Linked DNA regions of Mus musculus: region 1 is linked to region 2. The links are chromatin contacts, called in public promoter capture Hi-C maps. All regions are on one chromosome and are shown on one strand. Each heading gives the region's core, a stretch centred on a gene start, on an enhancer-like site or on the middle of the called end of the contact. The rest is flanking DNA. Distances are from core to core; before and after follow the strand shown. Region 1 overlaps Lclat1 (lysocardiolipin acyltransferase 1). Region 2 overlaps Lbh (limb-bud and heart).

Evidence for each region. Capture Hi-C pulls out chosen DNA fragments and counts their contacts.
Region 1: a promoter capture Hi-C map of liver shows a contact between it and region 2. The contact joins two enhancer-like sites. A contact is called at or near these places in 8 of 484 Hi-C or Micro-C datasets (the HPC-7 cell line, MC3T3-E1-derived osteoblasts, bone marrow-derived macrophages and 4 more), 7 of 115 datasets of contacts at active chromatin or transcription factors (the HPC-7 cell line, T-cell acute lymphoblastic leukemia, embryonic fibroblasts and 4 more) and 2 of 9 other capture datasets (adipose tissue and liver).

The regions. Positions count from the first base shown.
Region 1 is chr17:73,119,019-73,124,486 of GRCm38.p6, reverse strand. The region is part of intron 1 of Lclat1 (lysocardiolipin acyltransferase 1); the gene reads right to left. Among named protein-coding and RNA genes, the nearest start is that of Lclat1, 14 kb to the right of the region's middle. Within about 2 kb of position 3,031, at least 7 of the 459 cell types and tissues checked have an H3K27ac peak or open chromatin away from gene starts, as enhancers often do. A contact at or near this core is called in liver, where this site is marked.
Region 2 is chr17:72,933,202-72,939,242 of GRCm38.p6, reverse strand. All of the region lies in intron 2 of Lbh (limb-bud and heart), which reads right to left. Among named protein-coding and RNA genes, the nearest start is that of Lbh, 18 kb to the right of the region's middle. Within about 2 kb of position 4,407, at least 101 of the 459 cell types and tissues checked have an H3K27ac peak or open chromatin away from gene starts, as enhancers often do. A contact at or near this core is called in liver, where this site is marked.

The DNA of each region.
Region 1 (5,468 bases), core at 1,782-4,281, 190 kb before region 2:
GAAAATGTGGTACATTTACACAATGGAATACTACTCAGTTATTAAAAACAATGACTTCATGAAATTCTTAGGCAAATGGATGGAACTAGAAAATATCATCTTAGTGAAATGGCTCAGTGGGTAAGAGCACTGACTGCTCTTCCTGAGATCTTGAGTTCAAATCCCAGCAACCACATGGTGGCTCACAACCATCTGTAATGAGATCTGACACCCTTTTCTGGTGTGTCTGAAGTCAGCTACAATGTACTTATGTATAATAATAAATAAATCTTTGGGCCGGACGGAGTTGACGGGAGCAAGAAGAGGTCCTAAAATTCAATACCCAACAACCACATGAAGTCTCACAACCATCTGTACAGCTACAGTGTATTCATCATATACATAAAAAAAAAATCTTAAAAAAAATAGAGGTAACCCAATCACAAAAGAACACACGTGGTATGCACTCATTGATAAGTGGATATTAGCCCAAAAGTTCAGAATACTCAAGATACAATTCACAGACCAAATGAAGCTCAAGAAGGAAGACAAAAGTGTGGATACTTTAGTCCTTCTTAGAAAGGGGAACAAAAGACCCATGGGAGGGGATACAGAGACAAAGTGTGGAGCAGAGACTGAAGGAAAGGCCATCTAGAGACTGCCCCACCTGGGGATCCATCCCATATACATTACCAAACCCAGAGACTATTCTGGATGCCAACAAGTGCTTGCTGACAGGAGCCTGATATAGCTGTCTCCTAAGAGGCTCTGGCAGTGACTGACAAATACAGAGGTGGATGCTCACAGCCATCTATTGGACTGAGCACAGGATCCCCAATGGAGGAGCTAAAGAAAGGAGCTGAAGGGATTTGCAGCCCCATAGAAGGAGCAACAATATGAACTAACCCTCAGAGTTCCCAGGGGCTAAACTACCACCCAAAGAGTACACATTGAGGGACCCATGCTCCAGACGCATATGTAGCAGAAGATGACTTTGTCTGACATCAATGGGAGGAGAGGCCCCTTGGTCCTATGAAGGCTCAATGCCCCAGTGTAGGGGAATACCAGGACAGGGAAGCAGGAGTGAGTGGGTTGGTGAGCAGGGGGAGGGAGGATGGGATGGGTGGTTTTGGATGGGAAACCCACCCGGAAAGGGGATAACATTTGAAATGTAAATAAAGAAAATATCTTTAAAAAAGAAAAAAGAGCTAATGCCATAAGCCAGTGATGTCAAGTGTCAGTATGTGCCCTTCAACATAAGCTGGGCTGGATATGGGGCATAGGCCTGTAACCCCAGCTGTTAAGAAAGGTAAGCCAGGACTACAAGTTCAAGTCTCTGCCTCAGTTTCTGACTCCAGGTTCCTGTCTTGAGTTCCTGACCTGACCTCCTCCAGTGATGGACTATGATGCAGAATTATAAACAACATAAACATTTCCTCTCCACATTACATTTGATAATGGTGTTTTACCACAGAAATAAAAAACATAAGACAAAGGGCAAGGTTATAAATCCTTAAAACCTGCCTTCTGTGATTTACTTCTAGAGAGTCAAGGCCCTGATGCCAGAAGTAGCAGTAATGAGACAATTATCACATCAGTTAGATTTAAGCAGCCTGTGACATTGAAACTTCCACACCTGCTTAGCAGGAATGAGGAGTCCTATCTATGTGCCATGCGCCAATTCCTCAAAAGCACCAAGTAACACGAATCACTCAAAAGAAATGGATAATTTTGAATAGTCCCACAATAATCATGGAGACTGAACTCAGATCTAAAAGTCTTCTGAAAAAAAAAAAATCTCCTAGCTCAGACTGTTTCATCAGAGAACTCTATCAAATGACTAAAGAATTAAAACTAATTCTACACAAGGTCTCCTAAAAAGCAGATAATGAATTGGAAGCACTTCAATTTTTTTAATGAAGCTAGTATTACCTTAATCAGCAACCAGAAAAACACTATGAAGTACCAGACAGTCAGTCAGTCTGTCTGAGACCCTCCTTCCCTGCCTCCCTCCCTCTCCCTCTCCCTCTCCCTCTCCCTCTCCCTCTCCCTCTCCCTCTCCCTCTCCAGCAGGCATAAGAATTCAATGATATTAAAAACTGTTTTAATCCAGGGCACAAAACTAGTCTCATAGTCAATAATCAATACAATACACACTAATAATAGGTCCAATAAAAATAAGCACACACGAATACATACCAACAGTCACACCACCAAGGGTGGCTTTCGAAAACAATCCATTACTTGCTATGACCATGCATCTTACTGTCTGCATAACAGAAGCAACTAGGAGACATGTAACCCACCTCCAGTCATGTCCACCACGATGGTCCTAGGAGAACTGACTACCAGGAAAAGACCTTCCCTGACTGGGCAGAACCATCCTATAAGCTAAGTGCCTATTTGGAATGGAAGGGGAATAGAAGAAAGCCCACAGAGTAACTATTCCCTCCCCCTACTTCTTCACCACCACAACTTGAGGGGTTCTGCTTCATCCACCCTTCCACCATGATGCACTGCACACCACAGGGCCAGACACATGGAACTGGACTCCATGAACTCAAACCTCTAGAGCCATGAGCCAAGATAAATAAATCCGCCTACCCTAAATGGTTCTTGTGTGGCATTTGTCACAGTGAAGTGAAAAAAAAAAATGTCTGAAAAACTTATCTACTCGTAAACTAAGCTCTCAGAAAAAAGCAGGAAAAAAAATTAGAGGAATGATAAGACAATAAGCAATTAGAAACAACCTACAGCTACCTCTGTATAAATATTATACAATACCTTTACAGAGTTACCTCTGTGTAAATATTGTATTTACTAACAACAACAAGCATAATGGCCCCCACCCCCCATCCACATTACCAGAAACAAGACAAATACAATTACCACCATCATGAACATAACACTAAAAGTGCTAGCCAACGCAAGGAGACAGTGAGCCTCATTCAATGTTCTTTATAACTTACTTTGGTCCTGTTACTTTGTCACAACAGCAGCAAAGTAACAGAGACACTGCACATACAAAGCCTAAAAATATCATGCTAAGTGAAAAGGTCATTCAAAACTGACCAGAGAGAGCAGACCATGACGATGTGTAATCCCAGCCAGGCTGGGTTATACAGTGAGTTCTAGGCTAGCCTGGGCTTACAAATATGGACCTTTTGTATAATACAAAAAAAGAAGAGGAGGAGGAGGAAGAGGAAGAGGAGAAGGAGGAAGAGGAAGAGGAGGAGGAGGAAGAGGAAGAGAGAAAGAAGAGAAGAAAGGAAGGAGGAAATTCGAGAAGAAGACACAAGACAGGTCAGCCTGACAGCCTGAGTTTGACTCCAGGGACACACATAAAGACAAAAATCAACTCCTGAAAGTTGTTCTCTGACCTCCACACAGCCTGCACACATGTACACACACACACACACACACACACACACACACACACTTTAGAATAAATGGAATGAAAATTTATTTTTTAAAGAATAAAATGGGATTTATGTTTCCGTTTTCAAAATTCAGTACAAAGTAAGAGCAATGAAGACAGTGTGGTACTAAAATGAAACAAACAAACTGATCCAGGAAACAGAGCTGAGGGCTCAGAAATAAACCCACAATTCTATGCAACCTCCATATGGCTCAGCAACTACTCTGCTGGATATTTACTCTAGTGAAGTGAAAATTTACATTCGCATAACAACATATACATATACAAATACAAATGTTCCTGGCAGCTTGTCTCTAAGAGCCAAGCACTAGAAGGAACACAGATGCCCTTCAGTGTGCATATCCATCTGAAGGAACGCTGAGAAGACGAAGGAATTCCGAGGATGAGAAAATCTCAGGCAATAACTAAAGTGAATCTAGGGGGAGTTACGCCAAATGGGGTGAACAAAAGCCAAATCCCACAGCCTGAATGTTGTTTAAATCCACTGCTAAAACATTCCTCTGCTGACAAAACTGCAGGAACAGAAAACAGATTGACATTTGTCAGAAGGCAAAGAAGGGAGGGAATGTGTCGTCAAGAGCAACAGAAACATGGCCTTGGGCAAAACTGCTCTTTATCTTGGCTATGTATGTATCTTTGGGTTTGTGAGACAAGTCTCATCATGTAGACCAAAATGAATGGGAACTCACTATGTGGACTAGCTTCAAATTACCAATCCTCCTAGTGCTAGGACCACCAGCACATATCACTGCACCTGGCTCTTCACCTGACTACTTTCTGAAAGGGTGTAGGCTTTAGGCTAGGAAAAAGAGTAACAGACATTATAAATCTTGTTTCTTTACTTATAAATTAACAAATATTACTTCCGCAGGCTGAATGACTTTCAAAGCATATTCACATCCTATAAGTATATCCATTCTCACCACTTTTATCCAGCACAGTGTTTGCAATTATAGCCAAAGAAATGAAGCAAGAGAGAGAAAGGCGACACAAATAAAAAAATAAATTGAATTATTCCTTCTTGCAGATATGACTTTATAATTGAGAGATCCTAAAAACTCCATAAGTCTCGAACCTTTTCAGCAAAATAGGAAGACAGAAAATTATACAGGATCAGTAGCTTTTTACAGAGAAAAAAAAAATGGGGTAGAGGGGGTGGGGGCACACACCTTTAATACTAGCAACTTGAGAAGCAGAGGCACAAAGATCTCTGAGTTTGAGGCCAGTTTGGTCTACAGAGTGAATTCCAGGACATCCAGAAATACACAGAAAAACCCTGTCTCAAAAAAATAAAAACAAAACAAAAACAAACAAACAAAAAAACTCACTGAGAAAGCAATCAGGAAAACAATCTCACTCACAATAGTGTCAAAGAAGAAAACATTCGAAGCATAAACCTACCCAAAGACATAAAAGGCCTCTACCATAAAAATTATAAAACACTTAAGAACTATATTGAAGACACTAAAAAGTAAGAAGATTTCCTGTTTGCAAATTGGCAGATTTATTCTGTGAAAACAGCCAACGGACGGTTAATACTGTTAACTTGACAGGATCTAGAATCACCTAGGAAAGCAGCCTTTGTCCATGTCTCTATGGACTACCTAGATTGGGTGAGCTGAAGTGGGAGACCACCTAACCGTAGGCAGCACCATCCTGTGGGCTGCGGTGTTAGACTGCATAGAGGATAAAGCAGGTGAGCTCCAGGAGGCATCACTGTGTGCTTCATGACTGACACAATGTGGCAGTTGCTGGCACTCCTGTCACCTGCCTTCTGTAACATGATCAGCTGTGTCCCGTGACTATAAGCCACAGCACTCTCCTCCTTAACCTGCTTCTGCGAGCTGTTTTGTCCACCATGAAAAGTAACTCATACAACATGTATGGAAATACAAAAATCAAATTCCTTATCTTAAGATGCATGAGCATAGTACATCCTAACCTCTGAAAGCTACAAATGTTATGTAGAAAGAAAAGAAAGAAAAGACTGTAAATATGGTTATGTTATGTATTTTACAATGGGAAGTTATTTTGAAATATTAAGGGCCAA
Region 2 (6,041 bases), core at 3,158-5,657:
GAACAACGCAGACATCTGGTCATATATACATCTGAAAGAGAAACGTGTTTCTTTCTTTACACACACACACACACACAGAGAGAGAGAGAGAGAGAGAAAGAGAGAGAGAGAGAGAGAGAACACTGGCTGTCTTCCAAGGATTATGTTCTGCCTTCTAAACACTGTGGGTGTAAGACAGAATCCAGGGGAATACGTTCTAGAGAAAACTATCTCTAAGCCAGATTTTTTTTCCCAATCCTAAAGCTAAAATTTTGTGGACCATACCACTGAACAAGAGGGTGGGTGTAACTCTGTTTCTAGTGCTTTACTTCTAGATAAAAGAATAAAAAAAGATCACGTTTCTCACGGTATGCCGGGCTTTGCTTTGGAATAAGCAAGCAGTTAATGCCTGCAATCCACACCATACAGCAGGCGCTAAAACATTACATTTCTGCCAGAATAATTATTGGTGCCCAGAAGAAATAAACAACCAAATCGTTCATCGTTTTAAACTAACACAGTCAAAAATCAAGTGTTGTTCGGGTTATGTTAAAAGTCCCAGGCTTGGGCAAACTAGTCATCTAGGCCCTTCTAGCCTGGACGGAACTAAGGCTCAACCTCAGGTGTGCTTGCTCCCATGCTCCTGTGTCACCTGCCTTTTGGATCTCATCGCAACTGCCAAGTCTAAGCCAGATCCAGATCCAGTCAAGGCCTCCAGTCACAAGCTGCCTGGGAAAAGCATCCACAGTGCCTTCCCTTTTCACCTGTGAGCGAGTCCTGGCTTCTTGCCATCAGTACACCTGGAAGACTCCAATCTCCTCCCAGAGTCCCGTGGAAGAGGCCCCAGTCCACTTATGTGGGTCCTTCCCAGTGCTGACCGAAACACTGAGCCAGGCTATAAAACTAGGGGCCAAGTCTGGCTTTGCTTTGCACATACTGCCCTGTGACTACAGCTGACCCAATTCTTTGCCCAGTAGCTAAGCACTTAATCCACCGAGCTGCTGGTCCCTTGCCATTCATAGCCCTCAGTGACACGCCCAAGAGGAGAGAGGAGCTCTGGTCTGGGAAATCTGGGGCTCACCAGATCACTGACACTTGGCACCTTCAAGGCCATCTCCTCCCACCTCTCTGTCTGACAGACAGGAAACCCAGGCCCCAGAGGGGGAAAGGGGACTTCACTGAAGGTCACACAGTCTGTTCAAATTCAAGTGGATGGAAACAGGCGTTGGGAGAAATCCTGGAAACTTGCCTGTTTTGCTGTACTCGGAGGGCAGAAGAAATGCTTATCCCACCGAACATCTGAGGTCTCCCAGGGTGTCTGATCTCCTAGATGCACTCGGAAGCCCGCGTGGGGCTTCTGAGAATCACGGGCCTCACAAATCGTCCCAATCCCTACAGACCAGTGATTATTAACCATTTATCCAATAAAGGCCTATTGCTTGGGATTAAGCCTTAAGCCAGCTGCAGGAGTACGCATCATTAAAGACTTAAAAGGGCTCATAAAATGTATCGTAATAGCTGCCAGAAGGAAAACAAACCAGGGAGGGGCTGGACCCAGGCGGGTCAGAGAGGTCTGGAGAAACTGGCCACCATGTCCTGTCACACTACCCGCTCTGATGTTTGCCCTTGTTGACTTGGTGGCGGGTTCACACTAATGAGTGTGAGCGGAAAGTGGATCAGCTAGGTTGGGGGGGGGGTCGTTTACTTGCTTTTATGGAGCTGAGCCCCTTCCTGAAGGTGAGGACATAAGGCATCTTCCAAGCATGAGCTCTGAGGTGTGATGCAGGGGCTCCCCGATGATGAAAGCACTCTTTAGTTTACAAAGCTCTATCAGATAGGACTTCACCGAGACAGCACTACCACCCCGGGGTTAGCAAGCATCCGGGACCCTGAAGGTCAAAAGGCAGAGCTAGCATTCAGATCTCATTCTGAACTAGGTAGGATAGACCCAGGATACACATGACCTCTCAAGCCACAGACTATCACAAAGGACTCGGGCAACCCAGGCCGGCAGAAGCAGAGCAACTGATTTTACTATGAGTTAGCAAAGCGATGCTTGTGTTGTATGGAAGACAGTGCTGATGAGCCCAGCCATAGCAGAGCAGAGCCTCTGTCTCCATGATAACAGTATAAAGTAGATAGCTGTACATTCCTAAGGGGGGGGGGGAAGAAGAAGAAGAAGGAGGAGGAGGAGGAGGAGGAGGAGGAGGAGGAGGAGGAGGAGGAAGAGGCTACATTCCTAGAAATCAGCTGCTCCTGGACCCAGATGTCTAAAGGACCCGGATGTCCATTCCTTTGAGGACATAGGGCTAAGGCACTGGCTCTGGATTCGTATTATTCCCTTGACATCCACTGCATGACCCCTGTCAAGGCCTCTCAAGCTCCCCCACCCCCCCACCCCCCCACCCCCGCTCAGTTTCTCCTCCAGAGAAATGAAATGGCCTTCTTATCACACAAGATGGCGTCCAAGTTCTTGGCCAACACAGAAGTAATACAATGCTTGAGGGCAGAAACAAAATTCAAACAACAATGTCTTCTTTGCAATGGCCCCCTCAGATGCAGCGTTAGTTTCCATGCTCCAAGCGTGAAGCCATCCTTCTAACACAGTCATGAAAACAATATCCACCAATGGCTTTCATACCAAAAGCTCCACAGCCAAGTCTTTTAAGTCCTCCGTAGGGGGTGGGGGTGGGGGAGCAATCTGAGCATTGAGAGTCTGATACTGTGGTACTTGCCAAAGACCTTTGCACTGTGACCTACTCAAAGCAGGAACCATTAAAGAGAAAAAGTTATTTTTACAAGTCATTGTATTTGTAAAAAAAAAAAAAATCACTATAATAATTGATATACCCCTTCCATCAGAGATTTTCTTTCATTATCAGATCACAAAGATTTGTGCTTCTGAGAACCATAGCTCTCTCCAAAAAATAAAAAAACAAACAACAACAGAACACGTCCTGCACCAAAACAGCCTCTTTTGTTTCTCCGGGAAAAGCCAGAAAGCCTTGCAAGAGTGTTTCTGAGTCTTTTCCAGCCCAGTCTTATCTCAGGCAGCTGCTTAAGAGGCTGACCCGGAAGAGGTCAGCATTTTTCCACTAAGTCATGGTTTTTAATCATCTAGGCAGCAGAAAAATGAGAGGCTGCAGCTACAATTTGATGGGGTGGGGAAGGCAATGGAAAAAAAAAATGAAAAAGAACTCTCCCGTTGGACTTGCAGAGCACATGACAGGTACGGTTGGGGTGGCAAGCAAACAAAGTACTGCACGCTGGGCTGCCTCAGCGGAACCTGGCAGAACCAAGAAATGCTCTGCTCAGAAACACTGCTTCTAGTTAAACCTTCAAGTCCAAAGAGCCCCATCTTCTCTCAGAGCTGCAAACAAACAAACTGGAAAATCCCTCTACAAAGAGGTTCTTCAGGAGGTATGGGAAGCTCTGATGGGGATCTCCTACCCTCATCCCCTGCAGGGCAAGTTCAGAAGCATCCAGCAGGCAACTGTGTTTTCTTCAGCCCTATCCCTTCCCGTCTCTGCCATCACTACCCTACTGTCACACAGGGGACGCCCAGGATGATGGCATGGACGGAACTAATCAACACCAAGTTCCCACCTACACAAAGGGAATAGGATCTTGTCAATCACACATGCTCCCAAGAACATCTTGGGTTCTACATGAACAGCATGCGTGCAGCCTTCGTGACTGAATTTCACAGGGGACACCTCGGGAGCGGTACCCTTTGCCAGGTGCCCTCTCATCACCATGGGTCCTGACATTTTGGGAACTTGAGAGGATTCCATGGAAAGGGACAGGGAGTTTCAGAATGATCAAGGTCTGTGTCATGTGATCTAGACGCCAACATACTAGAGTTTCTGGCTAGTGTAGTCCAAGAAAATACTCTGCTGTAATGAAAATGTTCTCTGTGCTGTCCGGTACCACGGCCACTCGTCACGGGTAGCTAACTGGGCCCTTGAAAGATAGCCAAATTTTACATTTGATTTAAATAAACACAAATTTAATTTAAAAAATGTAAGCAGCTACTGTATTCAGGCTATATAATTAATTATGAGAACAATGAAAACAGGGCTTTCAGGGAGACTGAGGGCGACTGGACTGGCTGACCAACATGAGCAGCCTCAGAACAGAGAGCTGTGGGGCTGAGGCCAGGTTTCCAAAGACCATAAACTCATCAGTAGCCTTTGTGCTTAGGCTAGAGAGTTGCTAGTGAGTGAGCTCCCCTATCATGAACAGATTGGAACCAAAAGAAAAAACTAGGCCTCCAAAGGCCCCAAATTTGGAGGCTTAGCTATCAGCTGTCTGCCTTTGAGCCAGGTGACCTAAACCTAGCTGTCTCTGGGGTGGGGATAAGAAAGAGTTGCCTGGCACCTACTATGGAAAATGTGAGCAAGTCTGGTCTTTGTGGCCCTTCCCTGTCTGTGCACTGCCCGGCCATCATCTCTGACAAACAAGATGATCTGGCCACAGAGAGGGTGGAGGCTCAGCAAGGAGCTGGGAGATGCTAATGGGGAAAGAAGACACCAGCAGGTGGGGCAGATGAAAGGTGCTTAGCTGGACACAAAGGGCTAATTACCAGCTGTGCAAGCGGAGCCGCTGGCAGGCCAGGATCCCCTGCTCCTCTTGGCTGAGGAGGAGCAGAGGGCAGGAGAAGCTGCGGTGGGAAGGAGGACAGAAGGCTTGGGAGAAAGAGTCAGGCTAGCTCTCTAAGACACCGTGCACACAAAACTACACAGAAAGCCTTTAACCTCTCCAGTTGCAAAGAGCAACAAAGAACCAACCCCCAAGCCAGCTATGGAAAAATAGCACCCTGTGCCTACAGGTGGGCCAGGAGGTCTGGCTTTTACCTGGCCGCTAACTCTTGCTATCTCTGTGGTCTTGGTTGGATCACCTTAGTTCCTCTGGGCCCCTTGAATGAAAGGAGGAAGTGGTTTGGACTCTGCAGGGTGGCTGGGGAAGGGGGTGGGGTTCTGATGCTGAGCCAGCCCTCCCCTCCTCCCTCCTCTATAAATTTGGATTTATACTAATGCTGATCTTACAGGGCTTGGGAGAGAGTCAAATCCAGGTGTGTGTGAACATGCTCTGGAAACTCTTTAATTGCTAATGTTGGTCCCTATTAAGTAAAGCCCCCACCCACCCGCCCGGAGGAGCATTTAGAGTAAGCCTGGAAAGCCAACAACTGTAGCTTGAGACAAATGGACTGGGTTTGTATTCACAAATGTCAGTCCAGGTTCTTTGAAGAAAAGCCTGTATGTGTGTGGTGGCGGCAGTGGGGGTGTGGGGTGGGGTGTGGGTGGGAATGGGGTGGTGGGGAAGTGGGTGTGTGTCACTGCCTCCTTTCCAGAGCGGCTAGCTCCCCCTAGGACATGGATTAGACCAGCTGGAATGGCAATCATGCTCTTGACCAGACTGGTCTCACCATGGAAAGCCTCTGATACTGGGTCTACTCCAGGGGCCCTCACTCAGAGAAATTGATTCCCCCCCACCCCCAAAGCCTCACTTCCCAGATCTCTCCCAGAATCCTGCTCTGAGGAGGGTGGAATGAATGAGCATCAGCTAGTCCAGCTAATACCCTGAACTTTGGTCCTTACCTAATACACATGATGGCAACAACTACAGTCTTTGAAATCTGAGCTCCCGCTATCTAATCTTATCATGTTGCTAGTACTATTAGCATCTTACTGAGTTTTCAATGTGGCAAGTGGCTGGGAAAAACACAAGGATTCTTAGGGGCAGAGGGTCCTAGTGGGGATTCAGAGAAGCCTAATGTTATCCAGTTTTGTCCTATCTGTCTCAGCTCTCAACTTTTCTCTGAACCAAAGCTATGGGACATTCAACTCACCCTGTCCGTCCTGCCCTTCCATGATGCTTCTAATCCTTCAGGGTACTTGAGCAGAGATTTGAGCTTTATATCAACTCTGAACCTCCTTCCTTTGGATCAAAGATACTTAAGTGCCTAAGCCTTGAAACTGGACGGAAAAGGAAATCCTCGGGATAAACACCATCTTTCATAAACATCTCTCGAATACACACCCATCCTGCAAGTCAGGGGT